Regions from separate parts of the Zea mays genome. Here region 2 is linked to region 1. A link is a contact called in public Hi-C data. All regions are on one chromosome and are shown on one strand. The core of a region is the stretch at or near the end of the contact, and the rest is flanking DNA. Distances in the headings are between cores, read along the strand shown.

Region 1 (2,879 bases), core at 36-2,535:
GGAAGCCGTCGTCGTCGAGGACCTCCCACGGCTCGTACAGCAGATCGGCGTTGAAGGACTGCACAGTGATGCCCTCCGCCGACAGCTGCTCCTTCACGCGGTGGTCCCGGACCAGCGATAGCGGGTCTGCACGGCGGGCACGAGACAGCGATCGGTGAGGAATCGAGGACCGTTCGTGTCAACCGGGCCCCAAAGTTTATTTTTATTGATGGTTCTTGGGAGAAAAGGAAACTCCAAAGAAGAAAGATGCAGGTTGTTTTGTTTGGTGAGTACAATTGGCTGGGTGCAAGGACTTTTTGGAATTAAGGAGGGCGACGGCGACGGCGACCAAAGTCAGTAAGGCAGGATGCTAATTGCTAAACTAAGCTTGGAGTTGGTTTACGTGTGGAGTATATGAGATATCCATTAATGGCAGATATACGAAAGCGAAACTGTTCATGGAAAGATCCTCTTCTCTAAAATTCTGTATATATATCCTGTGATTTACTATTTAGATAGTGAAGTACGGGATCCCGTTCAACCAAACCCGATAGAGCAAGGCTAGAATACCATGATAAAAAATCGATTTTTGACACGAAGTCAAGCTGACGATTTGCATATACTGTGGCAAGAAGCCAAGAACAGCTGCAACATGTAGCAAGGCGTAAAACAACACCTAGAGCAGAGCAGAGAGAGACAGAGAGGGGGGATCGAACCGTAGAGTCGGTTGAAAAAGAGGTGGGTGGCGCCGGTGCTGCGGACTAGGTCGATCAGCGCGACGACAGCGTCGCTGGAGCGGCGGGTGACGAGGCGGCAGGCGCCGAGCCGGCGGAGCGAGGCGTCGAGGTGCTTCAGGCTTTGGCTGAGCCACCACCGGGACACCCTGCCGGGGTAGTAGGGCCCGTCCTCCTCTGGCGACCACACGTACGCCGGCACGACCTCCCCGGCCGTCCGAGCGGCCGCCGCCAGCGCCGGGTTGTCCTCCACACGCAGGTCTCGCCTGAACCAGACCACCGTCCGCACCCCCGGCTCCCCGCCGCCGCTCATCGAGGACTGCGATGCTGTCATGGCACCCTCACCCTATCCGGCACGGCTGACCAAGAATTCCAGACACAGCAAGCTCTTGGCCCTTTGGCAAGATCCGCAGCAGCTCAATCAAGAATCGGTCAAGCAGCCAAGAACAAGCTCTTGGCTCCCTTCTATGACTATCAGTTGCGCAGGCGAATCAAGCTGCTTCACGCACTGAGCCAGGATTGCTCCAGGAACTGCGGAAAGGCTGGACTGGATGGGCCTCTTCTCTTCAGAGAGGCTGCAGTGGAGATCGGATAATCTGACAAATCCAATCTACCCTCCTCTGATTGAAAATCTGATTGAAAAAAAGGGTCCAGAGTATTTTTTTTCGCCTGGGGAATCGATGATGTTGTGCAGAGATTGGCAGAGGGGCTCTGGGTTGCGGGAAAGGCGAGGGTGTGGTGTGGTCCAGTGCAGAGGGAGGCCTGCGGATATTGGGATTGGTTGGTTCGGATTTGCTCTTGCCTCGTCCTCTTTGCCATTTATCTCCTCGTGCTCGCCTGCGCTTGGCCTTTCCCATAACATATTCCCTCTCCATTTTTGTTTTCCTTTTGTTTTCCCATTTTGCGTGGGCCATTAGATTCCCGTTCAACTCATAAAATTTGGTCAAGTTTATGAAGCATGTTATTAGGAACTTTAGAAAATCATAAAACTGAAGTTATAAACTTTTAGAAGACATAAATAAGTTATTTTGTTTTATATTCAGGTTAAAAATATATTTTTAAAAATGTTTAAATTTATAGTATACAACATAACTTAACACTGAGCCTGGAACCTAGAGCACTGTCAATCACCCCCTTAGCCACTGGCATTATCGCTTGTAACTTTTTTTTGCCACGTCCGATCGGATGTAAAAGTAATTTTTAAAAAATAAACTTATTTTCTATTATGTATAAAAAACTTTCTAAGGTTTAAAAATTATCTAAAAATAATATTCTATAAAACATGGTACTCTGTCATCTAATATTGAGGCTAATTAGGCTATCTTCAGCAGATCGTACATTTGACCGTGTAAAATAGCACTGTAGATATCACTATTTACAGATTAAAGTTTAAAATAAAGATATGATATAGGACGTGATAGAAGAGCTGTTGGAGATAATCAAAGGGCGATGTCACACCCGGTTTTAAGAAACAAAGCCGGGTGCATCTCATACATGCGCCAAGAAGACAACATATATAATAACAGAGTGTATAGAGATAAATGTCACAATATAACCAGAGTACTTATTACATAGCGGGAGTCTTACAAAATAAAATATAAATATAAAACAAACTAAGGATCATCCTTGGCGCAAGTCAACTAGAAGACGCCACCTAGATCGAATCGAACACCTCGTTGTGTGGCTACTCTTGAACCACCTATTCTTTTCTTGTGGGGGTGTGAGATAGCAAGGGTGAGCTCACACGTGTTCATCGGTCAACAAGTTGTGGGGAATAATGTGTATGAACTCACTAAAGATGGGAGTTCATGTAATGTGCAAAGCTGATCAGCAATAGGGGTTTAAGCTGAGCATTGCTTTTAATAAGTTGGTCAAAATTTTATTAGCAATTACTAAATGTAAGTAAATACCAAACCATAATAAATAATAATAGAACAAAATTAATACCAAACCATAGTAAATCCCATGTCGCCAGGGTTTGCAAGGCCCTTAGACACTACCGAGGTGAATGGCTAGGGATCCACTACAAGGCCTTTACAAAGTTCCACTAGCTTCCGAAAACCCGCTACAGTTTATGGGAAGAGCACTTGCAAGAATCCCCCATCTGACCGCCATCGCAGCAAAATCAACCCGAGAACCTTCTTGCATGCAACTCCCCTACTACCC
Region 2 (2,989 bases), core at 402-2,901, 180 kb before region 1:
ACTTTAAGTACTCTGGAACACCAAGACCCTAGTTTGGAGTCCAAAAACCCTAAATAGTGACTTATAGATGATTTCAAATTCTAACCACTTTTTGAGAAAAGTGTATATGCCAAAGTGGTAGAGTTTTGAGAGCCTAACATTTTCCTATTTGGGGATTTCCAAGTGTTGTAGAGTAAATTAGAGTAAAGTGTAAAAGTTCACATGTGCTCGAGAGTTGAAGTCCTGAAAACAGTGATATTGAGCTAACTTTGGACACTTGTAGTTTTAAATCCATAAGGGTTTTGTAGTAAATCACTATGACAAATTTGTAAGGCTACTATAGTAGTGCAAATTTGAGTAAGGGACCTAGTCCTAAAACTATATGGAACATAGTGTAAAACATCCCCAAAGTTGGGTTGTCAGACTAGAACAATTCTGAAACTAAGGATTCAATGACATATAGTCAACTTTGGAGCCAATTTGTGACTGATCCATTGAAGTTAAGACCAAGGTCAGTGTGACGAAGTTGAAGATGTTATATAGGAGAACAACTTTGATGAAGTCGATTTGGTATGTTACTACTTGGAAATGGGAGTAATATGCCCTCAATGTAGCTCTGTGGGACACTGAAATGGAGTACTACATTGTACAGTAAACTGAATTAGATCACAGGTGCAATGCACCTCGCCGCCATTGATCATGCGCCGTGATACGAGCTCGCCACAGAGATTCGCACCAAATTTGGAGTACATGACAAGGTAAAAGATCTTCAGAGGGAGGAACATAGGCGCTTGGCCGGCTTATGCATGACATCCACTTGCCATGCGGGCCCGCCGTTCTATCGACGTTGGGGATCTTTAAATTGAGTGTTCACGGTGAAACACGCTCTGTGAAATATCCCAACCACCATCGAGCTCGATCCTAGCCAAAATTCACAATAGGGTTGACCAAGATTTTAAATTGAGTGTTCCCCTTTCTCCGCCTCTCTATTACGCGTCCAGCCCACCCTCAACCACCTCCCACCGTTCAACGTAGCTTGAGTTCATCGGATTCCCCCAAAGATCACCAGCGCCGCTGTGGTGCATCTCACCGTGGCTAGCGCTTCTCGGGTTAGTTTATGCCCCTCTGGCTTGCATCCTGGTACTTCTCCGACCCCTAGTTGCTTATGGAATCGGCCGTTTGAACTCTACCACACTGAAACTCCGAGAACGTCGTCTCGTCGTCGCTGGGCACCGCGTAGACCGCCCTTCGCGTCAACCAGCTAATCTAGGAGTTCTCCGCCCGAATTTACGCAAGCATCATAGCTCTGATATGACACCGAAGCTCTCCATGCACTTCAATTGAATGCTACCGTGTTGTTGTGCTCGGAACAAGCTTGTCGAGCCTCGGCGTTCGCCATTATCATGGACAAGGGTGTTCATGGGTCGGATCGTTCCATTTTTCTTCGGGGACGTGCTCAGTTAGCTGCGGGAATGAAGCCTGTTTACTCGCTACCACCAGAATAGGTTGCCAGCGACGGGTACGCGCGACTCCGACCTGGTGCTCGACCAGAGCGCTGTCTGGGACCCAAGCACGTGAAGAAATAGAAATAGGAGTGGTAAAGCGTAAATGTCAGTGACAAAGGGAATAGTGTCGCGGGCTCATACCTGATTAATTGAATGGCGAGGGGCCTTTGCGCAAAGTCACGCGCGCGGGCGCAGACACGGGCATGCGCTTTCCCTGTCCGTGGGCTGGCTCGAGCTAGATTCAGCCCAATCATATTCTAGATTTTTATTTTTCTTTTTCTTTTTACTGGTAGCTTGTAAAATCCATTAAAAATAATAGAAAATTTGTAAAATCAAGGGACCAATTTTAGTATACTCCTAAAATCATATATTATTTAATAAAAATAGTTTCAAGGTTTTTATTGCAAACAATAAATTATATAGCATTTAAAGATGCTTATGCAAAGCCTATTAGAATTTTAGAAGTATATTAGGAGTTTAAAAAATCATAAAAACTTTTGGGTGGACTTGGTATGTTTGTTCTAGCCCTTGAGTGAAGTTTGAACTTGTTTGGCCAAGAAAACGGATATAGTTCAAGAAAATAACTCCTTTTAATACCAAATGAAATTAGGAATTAATTTTACAAGTGAAATTGAAAATAGTAAACTTGCTATAACTTGTTAGCCTAAGAATATTAGTTAAGTTAATCTTAGAAGATTATCTAGCTAATAAAACACATGAAGGAAAGTTGTATTCGAAAGAGTGTTTCTAATTCTTGTTTATAAACAAGCATGTTTTAAACTAATACTTAATTTGGATTAAGTTTTGTTTAAGTTGTGTTTTTCAGGCATCACCTATTCACCCCCTCTAGGTGACTATCACATAGATGCTAGTCAGCAAGCCCAAAGCCCTAGGTGGTATGGGCGTTCTCAACCTCGACAAGTTCATACATGCCCTTCGATTTTACTCACTTTGGAAGGACTAGAAGGTGGTGATCACCCTTAGAAAGGGATCGATGTGCCTTGTAACATTATGGACATGCTTCTTTTTAGTGCCTCCACCATTGTCATGTGGGAGATGGCAAGACAGTTGGCTTGATGGCATGGACCAAGGAACCTAGACAAACACCTCTTCGAGCTAGTATCAAGAAAAAATAGGACGATTGCTTGTGAGTTCAATGGCGGGAATTGGATCAAGTCTTAGAGAAGCAAGATCACATCCTCGATTTAGATCAAAGAATTTGTCTCCCTTTGGATTAGACTCCAAGATTTCCATCTTCAACCATAGGTTCCAAACACCATTACTTGGAAATGGAGCCCTGATGATGCCTTCACAGTTAATTCAGCCTACAAAGCGCAATTCATCGGATCTTACACCCACATCAAAGTTGGCTTTGTCTAGAGGGCAAGGGTTGAATCAAAATGCAAGGTTTTTGCTTCAATTCTTCTACAGGACAAGGTCCTTGCTGCGAACAATCTTGCCACTAGGGGTTGGCCACACCATCCAAAATACTCCCTCTTCAATGG

What was found. Hi-C and Micro-C count contacts between places; a contact is called where the count stands out from the background.
Region 2: a contact with region 1 is called in a Hi-C map of bundle sheath, with 2.3 times the contacts expected there. The contact joins the enhancer-like site here to the promoter of LOC100502533 in region 1. A contact is called at or near these places in 2 of 25 Hi-C or Micro-C datasets (bundle sheath and endosperm).

Annotation. Positions count from the first base shown.
Region 1 is chr4:128,871,508-128,874,386 of Zm-B73-REFERENCE-NAM-5.0, reverse strand. LOC100502533 (cryptochrome 2) reads right to left here and starts at 1,285. Exons shown (of 5, transcript NM_001197008.1): 1 at 696-1,285; 2 at 1-126. The coding sequence starts at 1,047. It also overlaps a transcript of LOC100277665 not described here.
Region 2 is chr4:129,047,518-129,050,506 of Zm-B73-REFERENCE-NAM-5.0, reverse strand. No RefSeq gene overlaps it. Among protein-coding and RNA genes, the nearest start is that of LOC103655493, 97 kb to the left of the region's middle. Within about 2 kb of position 1,651, at least 16 of the 20 cell types and tissues checked have an H3K27ac peak or open chromatin away from gene starts, as enhancers often do. A contact at or near this core is called in bundle sheath, where this site is marked.